3 separate regions of the Mus musculus genome follow, and all the other regions are linked to region 1. The links are chromatin contacts, called in public HiChIP or PLAC-seq maps. All regions are on one chromosome and are shown on one strand. Each heading gives the region's core, a stretch centred on a gene start, on an enhancer-like site or on the middle of the called end of the contact. The rest is flanking DNA. Distances are from core to core; before and after follow the strand shown.

Evidence for each region. HiChIP or PLAC-seq counts read pairs in DNA pulled down with a chosen protein or histone mark.
Region 2: an H3K4me3 HiChIP or PLAC-seq map of bone marrow-derived macrophages shows a contact between it and region 1, with 4 times the contacts expected there. The contact joins two enhancer-like sites. A contact is called at or near these places in 2 of 115 datasets of contacts at active chromatin or transcription factors (bone marrow-derived macrophages and large pre-B cells).
Region 3: a CTCF HiChIP or PLAC-seq map of large pre-B cells shows a contact between it and region 1, with 5 times the contacts expected there. The contact joins two enhancer-like sites. A contact is called at or near these places in 1 of 15 datasets of contacts at CTCF or cohesin (large pre-B cells), 4 of 484 Hi-C or Micro-C datasets (the HPC-7 cell line, adipose-derived mesenchymal stem cells, bone marrow-derived macrophages and 1 more) and 1 of 115 datasets of contacts at active chromatin or transcription factors (large pre-B cells).

The regions. Positions count from the first base shown.
Region 1 is chr17:45,117,897-45,122,427 of GRCm38.p6, forward strand. Supt3 (SPT3, SAGA and STAGA complex component) reads left to right here. Exons shown (of 12, transcript NM_178652.3): 12 at 1,247-1,394. The coding sequence ends at 1,288. Among named protein-coding and RNA genes, the nearest start is that of Gm35097, 27 kb to the right of the region's middle. Within about 2 kb of position 2,390, at least 88 of the 459 cell types and tissues checked have an H3K27ac peak or open chromatin away from gene starts, as enhancers often do. A contact at or near this core is called in the HPC-7 cell line and bone marrow-derived macrophages, where this site is marked.
Region 2 is chr17:44,456,640-44,461,140 of GRCm38.p6, forward strand. No RefSeq gene overlaps it. Among named protein-coding and RNA genes, the nearest start is that of Runx2os3, 100 kb to the right of the region's middle. Within about 2 kb of position 2,597, at least 43 of the 459 cell types and tissues checked have an H3K27ac peak or open chromatin away from gene starts, as enhancers often do. A contact at or near this core is called in bone marrow-derived macrophages, where this site is marked.
Region 3 is chr17:44,254,588-44,259,325 of GRCm38.p6, forward strand. All of the region lies in intron 4 of Clic5 (chloride intracellular channel 5), which reads left to right. Among named protein-coding and RNA genes, the nearest start is that of Clic5, 68 kb to the left of the region's middle. Within about 2 kb of position 2,149, at least 39 of the 459 cell types and tissues checked have an H3K27ac peak or open chromatin away from gene starts, as enhancers often do. A contact at or near this core is called in the HPC-7 cell line, where this site is marked.

The DNA of each region.
Region 1 (4,531 bases), core at 1,140-3,639:
ATTATGCTGCTGTTCCAGTTTAGGTTGTGGGGTGCAGGTTGGGGAGACCCAAAATGAGTTCCTTCTTGGGCCAAAGCTATACAAGAGTTGCTGGCACTTTCTCTTCCCTGTTCTCATCCCTGCCCTGGAGGGGGTAGAGGTGCATTTTGCTGTCTTCTTTTCTCTGGCTACTTGCCGATTTTCAAAGTTTAGCTCACATCCTGGCTCTTATGTGGCATAGCTGTGCACAGGGACCTCTGCTCAGCTGTCATGGTTGTCTGCCTGTGTGAATGCCCCCCCACCCAAGGTGACCACTGCAGTAGAGAGATTGAGCTGGAAGTGACAGACTCCAGACTGCCCCAGGGTGCTGGCTTGATAGGTCCTAATAGGTTTTTTACATTTTTCTAAATATGCATAAAAAATTGAAAGTATGAATTAAAAGTGTGAGTGTGACTGTTGCCAGGTCAGTGGTGTGCAGCATGCCCGGGAGGGGCTTTCGTTTTCAGTCTGGCTTTTAGCTATGATCCTCTTTGCCACAAAGTAAGACTCCACACAGTCAGGAAAGGCCACCATTGGCCAGGTCTTCCCTCTCCAAAATGCAGACTCCTTAGCAGGAGATGAAAGGTGAGGTGTCACTTTCTTTACCTGGAATGCATTGTGTTACTGCAACCAGTGTCCAGTTTTGAAAGCCACAATTTATCCTGCCATGATCACCCATATGGCTGCCTCCAAGTACATCTACAGATGGGAGTTGTCCATACCTCCAGTCCTGTGCAGTGAGTCTCTGAGACTGCCATGCTGCAGAGGAAAAAAGGCCTCCCTTAGTGTCTGTCCCCACAGCCTTCCACTCCAGACTATAAATTATGCCTGGGAAGACAGTAATGAGTCAGTAATTTATAGACTATTACAATGCTTAGTTAGAACAGACTGCGGAGCATGTTGAATAGAGAACACATGTTTCCAAAAGACAAACAGACCCAGCACATCTCTTCCTTGGCTCAACCAACCCCAATCCATTAACAGGACAAAATGGGATGCCTTATTTTGCATATCACCCACTTCCCCAAAATAGACTCCCTAACCACTTGTTAACCACATTGACTTTAATAGACAGAATGGTCGCTATAGCTGTGCCACCAGAAATATTCATATTCAGTGTCCTATTAGCTCGTAGCCAGCAGTCTACAAAACAGGAAGAAAGCCTCTGCCTCCTCTCCTTGTTCGACTTGATGCGATAATTCATTGCAGATTTCTTTGTCTTTGACAGAGTGCCTACCGAAGGAGTGGGATGGCTTTCCTGGCCTGCTGAGGGGACCATGGCCGTGCCTGCCGCCACGAAGAGGGAGTGGTTCACCGAGGTCATTCTTGCCTGTCCTGCCGGAAAATAAAATAGGATTTTATGTTCTCCTGCCCTAGGGAGTGGCCTGCTTTGTTTCTGACTCTTCAACCGTCTGACTACAGCTCTTCCCCATCCTCCTCAGCCTTGTTTACTGAATGGGCCATTGCCTAATTAATGGCAGGATGTTGGGGATGGTGTGTAGGTGGACAGAAATGCACATCACACAATTTTGGAGTTTGAATTTGGCACAGATTTGCTGCCCTCAGCTCCTAAGTCTTAAAAGCGGTGTTGTGCGTTTTTTTCCCCCTCCAGTGTTTAGTCTGCCTTTTATATGATGCATTTTTATGATTCAGATTTGGGACAAAAGAGACAAAATTTAGATGAGTCAGTGTACCCTTCCCACTGACCCACCAACTGTGCTTTCCAACACTGTTGATTGTCTCTGTGTGCATTTTAGAAACATAGTTACTTTATAAACATACACCCATCAGAGATTCTGCTGGTGAGACAAGCCACCTGTTCCCTCCTCCCCCATCACCTCAGTCACTGAAGAGACCATCTTTATGCGCACGCGCGTGCACACACACACACACACACACACACACACTTTCCATGCCCTTTCATAGCACAGTTTAAAATCGGGAGCACGAGGATCCTAACCCTGCAGATTCTACCCCTGATGGGGATCCAGCACTGCTTGCTGGGAGCTGCCAAGCTACCCCTCTGCCATCCGTACTTTCTCTAGTAAACGAGGAAGTGTAACTCTTGGGAACAAACCAAAATATAGCAGATGCCCCGGCATAGCTCCTGATTAATATGAATCGAGCAGGAGGAAGTTATGTCTTTCGTTCTGTAAGTGTTCCGGGTAAGAGAGAGAAGCAAGAGCAGAAGTTTCCTGTGCGAACAAACCGTTCTGAGCCTCAGTGTGCTGTGCCCTGATGTGCCGTGCCGTTCCCCGCTGTGGTTTACCTGATGTGTAACAACCGTTTTCAGGAAGAAGAATGTACATGTTATAAAAAAAAATGCAGATATTTAATATCAAAAATTGCCGAGGGGTTCTGACGTTCCACCCGCGCTTATTGAAAAGTATGATTATGCTTTTTCTTTTCATCGTCACTCTCATTGCCCTTGGCGTCCCTAATCATGGGAAATTATAGCCCTGCAGTAAGCATCCTTATGCTGGAAATGGCAAGCTTATTGTATTTGGTTTCCATCTGCCAGAAGATCTCAAAGTTTCAGGGGCTGAGATCTCCCATTGAAAACCCTTCTCTGCCCCGCATTATATATTTGAAAACTGCACCAGGTAAAAAATGCAAGGTTTTCTTTTTCCCCTTCGTTTTCTTCTACCTAATCTCCTCATAGTCCCGGGAAGGGAAGACTCAGCGCACATTTCTCTCAGGAACACGACAGCTCTGTGTTTGTGTTGGTCTGCTGTATGTTTGTCTATCTTGAACTGTCTGACAGGTAATTATTTATAAAATCTGCTTTTGCCCAGGGAGCTCACATAATCACTTTCACTTTTCATCATCGTCCAGAAAGCTGAAGGTAAAATGAAACAAGGTCTTTTGTGTCTTTCCTGAGCGAGCCGAGATGTGCCCATAGTCGCTCAATATTAATAGTTTTAATTTTTTTCTCTTTCCTACACGTGGGCTCTTCCCCTAGCCCATTGAACAAGACTAAATTAGAAGTACGACAAAATTTTATAGACAGTGATATAGATAAAATTTAGAAGAAAAATCTCACAAATGATACTTCCATAAACTATACCCTCAGATTAAAGTGTCACCTATTATCACAGTAGAGAAGGCAGCTGTGAGGGCCATTGGGAATTGTCACATACTTAGATGCAAACGAGCCTGGCCTAGACAAGCAAATGACTGTCCTGGGTCACCGTCTGTGATTCCCGAAGCCTTAACACATACTTTACCACCCTGGACTTATGAGACTGTCAGCCAGACACAACAGGGCTCTCATATTTATTCTGTACAATAGCATAAACTTATTTCTTAAAGATACTGATTATACACACAGCTAAAGTATAAATGTGGAATCATAATAGTGAAATCTTTGAAGGGCTGTGCCAGTAAATGACACACTTTCTACACATAAGGCCCAACTCTCAATCAGGTAGCAATACACAGACAGTTCCTGGGTGGGATTTTATTGTTGTTGTTGTTAATCCCCTGTACTTTAGCAAACTTAAAAGTAAATAAACCCAAAGATAGTAAATAGCTTCTCTTCTGGAAAATTGATGTGGCCCCGTAGGTAAGGAAAAAGGAAGCAGAAACCTTCTACTGCCTAAACTCACAAGTGTGACTTTCTGGAAATGCCCTTTTGGGGTCATGTCTAAAGGGAGTGCCTTCACACATGATAATAGTTGAGATTCAAAAATAATGTTCCAGATTAAGGTTTTTATTTAAAAAACATCAGAAATGCAAATATTTTTAAATATACAGTGTATATAGATAGCTCCTGTGAGGCTGTCTGGTCTTTGTTTTTAAAAAGTAGTAAACAGGGGCTGGTGAGATGGCTCAGTGGGTAAGAGCACCCAATTGCTCTTCCAGAGGTTCTGAGTTCAAATCCCAGCAACCACATGGTGGCTCGCAACCATCTGTAACAAGATCTGACTCCGTCTTCTGGTGTGTCTGAAGACAGCTACAGTGAACTTACATATAATAAATAAATAAATAAATCTAAAAAAAATAGTAAACATACCGACTTCAATGTTTTACCTCATGGAAGATAAGTAAACATAACTGGAGATATGAGCTCTGTCTGAAAGAAAACAAGTTTATTTGTCTAGAAATTGTAAAGTTTGAACTTAAGAATTTTTTTTCAATATAACACCCAAATTAGGCATTGCTTTCAGGCTCTTCTAACCTGTATGAGACAGGGAAGCAGCACGAAGCGTGGGCACTCTCATCTGCCTCCTGCAACTCAGGTAGAACCTTCCCAGGTCACATTTAAGTTCTCCCATCAACCATGTATACGTCCCGTAAAATCTTTTACGGTTTCCTGTATGCTTTGGCTGAGCATTTCATAGTATATAAACACTTCCACAAATAGTGTAAGGGCAGCGAATAGAGTGTGTCAAAGCGGCGCCCCTCCAGGAACCCAGGTCCCCAGCTATGTTCTATCTTGTTTGGAATCCAAAATCAGTGGTAAGGAGCAGGGACTCCAGCAGTTTCCGTGGAATTGTGTTCACTAAGGGAA
Region 2 (4,501 bases), core at 1,347-3,846, 660 kb before region 1:
TCAATAAGAAGCCATGGACACGCTATTTATCTTGTAATGTCCTTTTGAAGATGTAAGGACTCCTGATTTAAAAGGCAAGCCTGCATCTAGTTTCTCAGCATCCCCCAGGGCCAGCCTTTCTCCTGGGCAGAGAGGAGAGGATGGAGAAGGGCTGAGAAGAGAGGCCTCTGAAGTCACAGCTTCCATGGGAACCAGAGGCACCTGCCCTGCTCTGTGGTCTCAAAGCAAGCCAAGAGCTCATGAGCTGGATGTTGGTGAGAAGGGGCTCATCCCCGTCATGGGGGAAATTCTCAAGCAAAGTGTGGTATAGTTGCTTCAGTCTACCTTGGTGGGGATTTTCAAAATATTTTCTAAAGCTTAGTAGTTTTTGGAGAACACAGCCACGAAGTATTGAGGAACAAATAGTCATAGTGTTCATTATGAGATCCAGGGGGCAGAAAGAGAAGCATCCCGGCTTTGAGGGCAAACTGGCTTAAATCCCAGCTTCAACTGAAATAAGCAGAGACAGCTCACCTCGATCCATCTTCTCTAGAATACAAGGATGAGTGGTATTAGGCACTCTTCTTATTGCTGTGGCAAAAACAAAAACAAAAACAAAAACAAAAAAACAAAAAAAACCAAACCTTACCAAAGCAACTTAAGGGAAGATTTGATTTGGCTTCCCAGTTCAAGGGAACACAGTCCATCATGGCAGGGGTGGGGTGGGGGAGTCATGGCAACCAGAGCTTGAGGCACCTGTAACATAGTGTCGTTATGTTACATTCTAATGTTACATTTGAGTGTGTGAAACATCAGCAGAAAGAACTGAACGCTGATACTCAGCTCACGTCTCCTTTTTATTCAGCTTGGGGCCCCAGACCTTCCAACAAATGGTGCCACTCATATGCCCAGTGGATCTTCCCATCCCAATTTCCCAATCTGGAAAGCCTCTCACAGATATGCCTGCATTTCCTTGGTGATTTTTAATGCTGTCAGTTTGAAAATCAACATGGACCATCATGCTACTTTTAGAAATTCATTGGAATTTCATTGGCCTAAGCTGGGTAAAAGTACTAAGTGTTGTGGCCCCTAGTATGATAGGCACTCAGGAGGTGTCACCTGACATCATGGTCTTGCCAATGAAATTGTGCTACAGTTCCTTCTGACTTTTGTGGTATCAAGGTGTCCTGGGTAGGTTTTTGTCAACTTGATACAAACTAGAGTTATCTGGAAAGAACTTCAATTCAGAACATTCTTCTACCTAGATCTCCACACATGCACGTCCATAGATTATTCTCCCAATTAATGATTGATGTGCGGGAGCCCAGCCCACTGTGGGTGGTGACATTCTTGGTGCATGAGTGATATAAGAAATCAGGCTAACATCACACCTACAGTCTAGTGTCTTTGGTACAGAACGCTATTCTGCAAGCTACCAAATAGAAACGTAAACACCAACTCAACCACAAATGCTTTGATCTACAATGCTGTTCTGCCTGCAAGAAAGCCAGGACAATGGTGGCACAAAGCTTATAGGAGTTGCCAACCAATAACTTATTTGACTTAAGGCCCACCCCATGAGATGGAACCCATATGTGACACTGCTTGGGTGACCAAGTACCAGAGACTAGACAGCCTATGGACCTAGAGTAAAATTAATTACTACTGTTCTAGACAAAAATCATAACAATAAAATAATTTTAATGGCATTCCATTGACCCATAGATCAGTGCATTGTTCAACCGTCTTCACCATGCAGCCTGCATCCTCCTGCAGCAGATGGGAAAAAATACAGAGACCCACAACCAGACATTATGCAGAGACCTTTGAACACTCAGCCCTAAATGGATGTCTTCGTCAAATCTAAAGGCTCAGAAAACCCTTAGGAAGAGGAGGCAGAAAGAGTGTAAGAAACAAAGAGAATGAAGGACATTAAAGAAAGATCTTAAGACACAGAAAAGTTAAAGGAGCAGTGGATAGGTAATAGAGTTGGGTTCCAGAGCCTCTCCAAATGGCCTCAGGCTGTGGCAGATGGCTCCTGGATTTAACCTAGCTAGAGGACAGAGATCTCCTAGGTCCATTTGGGGATCCATAGGCACATCTCTGGATGCTTATAGCTCCATCAAATGGTTCTCAGGTCGCAGGGCTGAGACACTAGTGAGCAAAGGTCACACGAAGTCATCCTCTCCTTCCTGGAAGGTAGAGCGGGGCAGCATTTGGGCCAACTACATTTTCAGAATCAAAGTTCCTATGAAAATACAATTTGCAACAAGAGCATGGTGCCTGGCTGGGAAAGGCTTGGATGCTTGGCATGGCATGGATGCAGACCCGGCTATGAGAGCTAGATTCTGGATGTGGGGCAGTATTTAAAAAGGATCTGGGAGAAGAGTCTTCCTTTATGGACAAGCTACAGTTAGACTAATGGATGCCTATAGTCGGGTGCCTACAAGGCTCAGCAGGATTCTGGCTAGCAATTTTCTGTTCCCTTGGCACATCAGAGTCACAGCAGGGTAACTCCATGGCCAAGGCATCATCTCATGACTAGAGTTGCAGGGTAGCTCAGGAGAACAGTCTGCTATGAAGCTTTCAGGGCTCCCCGTGAAGTTTCGGTTTCAATCTTAATAAAATATTTTTGAAAATTTCACAATTGCAGAACAAACAAAACCATGAGTCATGGCTCACAATTTCCCGGTGAATTTGCTATGTGATTGTGTCTCTGACAAGTGCATAGTTTCCAAGGACAAGGGAACCTTAATGTGAATATTTGACCTGAGGGGCATATGGTAAGGGGGAATAGTACAGCATCCCCCTCCTGGATATTATGTTCAACACCAGAACCCAAACGAGACTCAGTAGAGCTTGGCTATGAATTTTCCCAACTTCACACATTCATTGTAGTCCCCTCTTTCTCTGTATGTGTGTGTGTCTCTGTGTGTGTATATACATGTGTATGCCTGTATATACGTGCAAGTGCATATCGTGCATGTGTGTGGTGGCCAGAGGACAATCTAGAAGATTCTAGGTACTGAACTTGGGCTTTTATGCTTCTCAAAACAAGATGACTGAGCCATCTCCCCAGCCCCTCATCATCTGATTATTATTATTATTACTATTATTACTATTTCTGAATCATATTTTTGTCCTCTGCAATTGCATAAAATGAATTCTTCTAGGCCAACCATTTAAAAAAAAAACAAGATTAGATTTTCGTGAATGGAATGGTAGAAGTATGTGCAGAACCCTACAGGATTCTGCCACTTAAAGAACTCAGAACATTTCCATTCTCCTGTGGAAGAAATGGAGACAAGAAGCCAGACTGTGACACTGTCAGATATTCCCAGTAGCAGTACATTGCAGCCCACTAGACAACCAGTTAACAACAGCCAGAGGAACAAGGATCCACAGTCAAGTACACGTAGCCACGACTGATGCCACTCGACCTACAATACCCAAACAGGTCTCACCAGACTCAGCAATTATTTTCTCTTCTCAAGATTTTGACTTTTTGTTTGTTTGTTTGTTTGTTTTAACATATAGGCTCATTAACCTTGGGCATGTGCTACTTCAAATTTAACCTTGGACATGTGTTGATGCAAAACAAGAGTCTCATCTCATCTCCTCTCCCTACAGTTGCTTGCCACGATTCACTCAGCTCAGGCTCTTTGAGATTTTCAATTCTTATTGTCAGTCAGTGGGCTAAACCTTGCGGTAAAGGTCAAGGTTTCTCCTATCTCACACCATCATTGCCTTTTACACTCTCCCGGAAGGGCTCTTGTGCAATAGAAACCTGATTCAAGGGAACACATCTCACCAGAGACCTTTCAGTGAACGATGATCTGCAAATAGTCATTTTGTTGCTTGCCGAAGAAGGGGCTGAAATAAAACTTCAAATAATGACTATCGCATGTCATCCTCCAAGCCACCCAGGGTACCAAGGAGAAGCTTGTCCATTTCAATGGAGGAGATGTTATACAGTTATCCAAGTCTTGTTTGTTAGGGGGAGGGCGAGTGCTTTGTTTTCTTCTTGTTGATTTGGATTCCTCTCTCCTTCCTTCCTTCCTTCCTTCCTTCCTTCCTTCCTTCCTTCCTTTCTCTCTCTCTCTCTCTCTCTCTTTCTCTTTCCTTCCTTTCTCTACATCTTTTTCTCTTCTCTTCTCTTCTCTTCTCTTCTCTTCTCTTCTCTTCTCTTCTCTTCTCTTCTCTTCTCTTCTCTTCTCTTCTCTTCTCTTCTCTTCTCTCCTCTCCTCTCCTCTCCTCTCCTCTCCTCTCCTCTCCTCTCCTCTCCTCTCCTCTCCTCTCCTCTCCTCTCCTCTCCTTTCCTTTCCTTGTTGTTTTGTGTTTGAGACAGGTTCTTATATAGGCCAGGCTCCCCTCCAATTTGCTAAGTAGTTGAAGGTGACCTTGAACTCCTCCTGGTCCTCCTTTCTCTGCCTCCCACATGCTAGGGTTACAGAGATGGACTACCATCCACAGATTATTTGTTTTGTTTTGTTTTGTTTTGTTTTGTTTTGTTTTGTTTTGA
Region 3 (4,738 bases), core at 899-3,398, 860 kb before region 1:
GCTCTTTCCTTCCACCTCTGCTCCCTCCTAGGAGATGCAACCAGGGCACAGGGAGCTCCAGATGAGCCTTGATGGGCAGAGGCTTAGTAGTCCAAGCAGCCCTGCCTGTTCCCACTGCAAGGGCATGGCATGTGTTCTGCTGGGACCTCAATTCTTCTCCATGGGTTCCCCTCTTCCCTGGAGGGGTTTCTTTTACACTGTACTTCAGCCAATATCTACGCTGCTCCCTGCCATCTCCCAGGACGATGCAGGCTTCTCCTGAGCACTCAGCTTCCCACCCGCCATCAGAACGGAGCCTGGACTCTCTGCCAAATCATTTGGCTCTCTCAGATTCCGTTTAGCTACTCACTGTAATTTAGGTGTGGTCGCCGGCTTTTCCTGCTCCTCACAACCTCTCTTTTCCTTGCCCTTCAAACCTATCGGTTCCCAGGACACATTTCATGTCTTGTACCATATGGTGCATTCCAGGAAATTAGTGAGGGATGGAACACACATGGTTAATTCTCTATTCTTATTAACTCATTTGCGAGTCCCTTTTTATTCCTTCCAACCCTATCGTGTTTCCCTCAGCTACAGTTAACATTCCTGCCCAGAATTACCATCCCCATTTTGGGGAAGAGGGTCGGATTCTCCTGTGTTTTCTTTCTAGCTGGCAAGGAACAGGCATTCGTATGCATTAGACTGAGACCAAGATCTGGTGCTCTGTTCCCCTTGGTTGACCGTCACCGTCTTCGGTCCCCAGTTTCGGTGGACATGCCACAGAGATGGGAGAGTGGGGAACTCTGAAGATCCCACTTCTGGGGGTGTGGGGAGGGCTCTCATTTCCTGAGAAGGGGCTGAAACCCTCAGTTGTAGCCTCCGAGTGTGGACTCTGTAAATCATCTACAGTTTGAGGGTTTTACTCCATTGGTTTATACTCTGACCATACATCTCTGAGCTGAGTGTGGTTTTCCCCTATTTGAATTCCCCCTTCTCATCTCTGTTCTGGGTTCCACTTCTCTCTTATTTCTTCTCCCATGTCTTTCTGTCTTGGGGAACTTTTCTATTTAAAATGGATTCTCCATTTGTTCTAGAAAGTCTCTTTGCTCCTCGAAGTAAAGCACCATTCACTGGAAGAAAGTGAGAAAAAAATTAACAGGAGAGGTGTATTAAATGGTGTGTGTGTGTGTGTGTGTGTGTGTGTGTGTGTGTGTGTGTGAGATATAAGCCAGGACTAGCACCACCCAGAACTGCCTGCCTGACAGGCATGACGGGCTACCAGCATGGTTCAGAACTTCCAAGTAGACAAAGCAAAAATAAGGCTCCCGGCCAGTGTAACCTGGTTCCCCCTGCAGATAAAAACAAACCAAGCTCCCCTAAGAATAACAAACATTCGTGACTTGAACCCCAGATGCTGAGCGCTGAGCAAGGGGCTGCTGTCTCTGATTTCTTTAGCTCCCCCTTCTGTGCTTTGCCTTCCCTCCCGGTGAGTCCAGGCCAGGCTAGCTGACACTTTTTGTATTCTCTCTCCGTGCAAGCCCTGGCTCTGGCCTGACTTTGGGCTGCACCCTCAACATGTATTGACTCCCATTCTCTCTGCACCCCAAGCCTATTTCTTCTCTGGAAGGCCCATGAAGCTTTGCTGCAGCCCCAGGCCCATGTCATGACATTTTCTGGCTCTACGTGTCTGTGGGGGTTGCAGGCACTCTAGTCTTAGGATAGGACTAATTCGATCTTTCTGTGAGGGGTCAGATAGGAAAAAGTGTGGATTGGGCAAACTGTATGAACTGTCACTTAATTAGACTCAGCAAGGTCCTTGGGATCTCTGAGCACTCCGGACAATCCACGAACAAGTGTATGTGGCTGTGTTCAACAAAACGTTATCTGTGGATCCTGAAATACTAACTTCACGCCCTTTTGCTATGTTACAAAATATTTTTTTCTTTTCACTCCCCCTCCCTGCCCTTCAATTATCTATCCAAAAAATAAAAAAATAAAGATCAACGTTAGCTTAGGACAGCATACTGGGCAGTGAGCAGTGGGCTCACTCTGGAATGTTGCCATTTCTCTCTCATGTAGTCTCTGGACTCCAGTCTGCGGTGAGGAGATTGAAACAATACCTTCCCCTGTAGCATTGTTGCATCAGTCAAACACTTGCTTGCACACCAACAGCACCTAACTAAGGCAGCTGTGGCTGCGGTTTCTGTGGCTGCCCTCTGCTGCTGGCCTTTCCCACTGATAGAGAGGCGTGTGCTGCCCTCTGCTGGTAGGAAGAGAAACCAGTCCCGGGAAAGCTGGAGGATCTGCGAACTTCCGAAGACTTGAAAGTCTTGACTTGGGAGTTCCAAAACAAACCATGTCTCCCAGCTACCTTCCATATTTAGGGAAGGATATGCCTACCAGGCCTGACAGACCCTGACAAGCTGCACCCAGTCTGTCTCTTGCTTTCTCTCCCACTACTCTGAACCTTTACAAACTTCTTTGGCCTAAAACAGAGAAATATTGGAAAGGTTTTGAGCAGCTTGGGAGGGCCATTAGTTTAGAACTAACGAGTCCCTATATCAAAGCCCGCACCTGCCCCAGAGTGTCATGAATGCACACTGCTGTTGGGGACAGAAGCCAGCTTAACTCCTGACCCCCCTCCCCCCATTCCCAGAATGTGGCAAGCCACAGTAAAAATAGTATGTGTGTGTTCAGGACACCAAAAACAAGACACTTAAATCTTCCCTTCTTCCCAGCGTCCTCTCATACCCTGGCCCCAGTGTGATAGCCTGGCTTTTCTAGGCCTGTGCCCAGCCTCTACTTACTCAACCCCCTAACCTCCAGGGTCTGGAGAAAAGATAAAGGAACGGACTTCAAGATAGCAGGAATTGTGGGGAATGTGGGCGCAGAGGCCCTGCAGGGGTCAGGCAGGGTTGTGTCTGGAGGCTTCATGTTCATTCCGTTGGGACTACTTGCTGCTACCGCTAGAGATCAAGACTTGGTACCAACTTGGAACAACAGACTTCAGGCTGAAAGAAGCCCTGAGTGGAGGTGAGGCGGGCTGCCATCATGTGGTTATCTTTGGGTTCCTGGGTGGCCAGACCCTCCAAGGTTCTCCTTCCAAAATAAGCAGGTCGGCCACAGAGGAACTCTCCGGGCTGCCTGGCCCTGGATCCCCTGCCCGCCACTTGCCAGATCCCGATATTTTGTTGGTTGGTTAGGTTAACGGTGTGCTTTGATTAGCATTCTTGCAAGTAAAAACAAACAACCCAAGCGTTGTGGGACCCACCTCCAAGATTTGGCAGGCCCCAGGCCCTTAGTCTTTTCTTCCACGAGGGTCTTGGAGGCTGAGAGCGAGAGGGGCGTGACTTCCTGTGGCACCTCCCAGGAGCTGCCCAGAGGTTCCCCCCAGAGAGTCTTTGGTTTGGTTCCTTATTGAGGAGGCTTCTGTGATTTTAATTTTAACAAAGTTTGTTCCAGAAGCAAAATGAATCCTTGGGTAGTAGTGAGGAAGGTGGTCGGCGGTGGTGTGAGGGTGTTGAATGGGGCTGGCTCTGGTGGGAGGAGGGGGGAGGAGTGGTGGGTCCTGCGTGGGTGGGCTCATTCATTAGTGAGATTTTGCTGTGTGGGCTCCTGGACTAGGGTAGAGTGCAGACCACCAACGCCATTCGTGTGGAGGAATTTCCTGCTGTCTGACCAGAAAGAGTTCTGCTGGCCTAGTCTGGCCTCAGATCAACACCTAGGGAATAAAGGATCGTTAGATGAATGATTTGCACAAAACTTGTATGTTCCTTTACCTGTGGCTAGTGTTGCCTCACCGTGGGTGACAGATCTCTTAAATTTGTGCAGTCTACAAACAAGTTTCTTAACCCCCTCCCCTCTTTCTACACACACACGCACACGCACACGCACACTAGCAAAGTCCTCACACACCTCCTTACACATTGTATTAAGTAGATCTCAATTAAACAGAAAAAATTCTTCCATTCACTTATTTCAGGGTGACACAACACATTGGATGAGATCTTCCCGGGAAGGCGATTTCTCTTACTTTTTTAAAGTTCAATTTAATTAATTTAATTATTTTTGCATCCTTTAGTTGACTGTAGTTCCTGCTGCTGCAGGGTTGAGACCCCGTGGGCTTCCTGTTGCCCACTTTAGCGTGTCTGCTACTGCTGTCTCTATGTTTATGTCCTGCCAGTCCTGTTGAAAAGTGGCTTTGAATGACCATGTAGGACAGCTTCATTTGAGGACAGTGCATTTTTAGAGTGACACAAAGTGGTTTCGAATCTCTGGACAAGAATGGCACATGAGCCCTGCTTATTTAAACTCCTTCATTCCTGGGTGCTTATATCTCCAGGCTGCTCAATTGTCTTCTGGGGCCAACCTTGTTCTCTGCTTCCTGGTTTTGGCAAACCCATGATTTTCTTTTTCAACAAACAGAGAGGATGGCAGGAATAGTTCCAGCATCGCCTGCGACTTTAGCATCTTTAGCTGAATGTCCCCACGAGGGGAGCTACCTAAGGAGATACCTAAGCAATGGGTCTGAAGTAAGCATTAGGGTTCCCAAGCCATCACACTGCTACTACTCATCCTGATGGTGCTCTGCAGAACAGGGCGTGTCTCATCCACGGTCATCCCCAGAGGCCGCCTCAGCCCCTAGCTTGGGACACGTGCTCATTCAGACTCCACTAAGAAGGAGGTGGGGAGCTGGCTTCATAGGTTAGAGCATTTACCAGTGCTAAGTTTGTATCCTCAGATACCCGTGTGAAAGAGC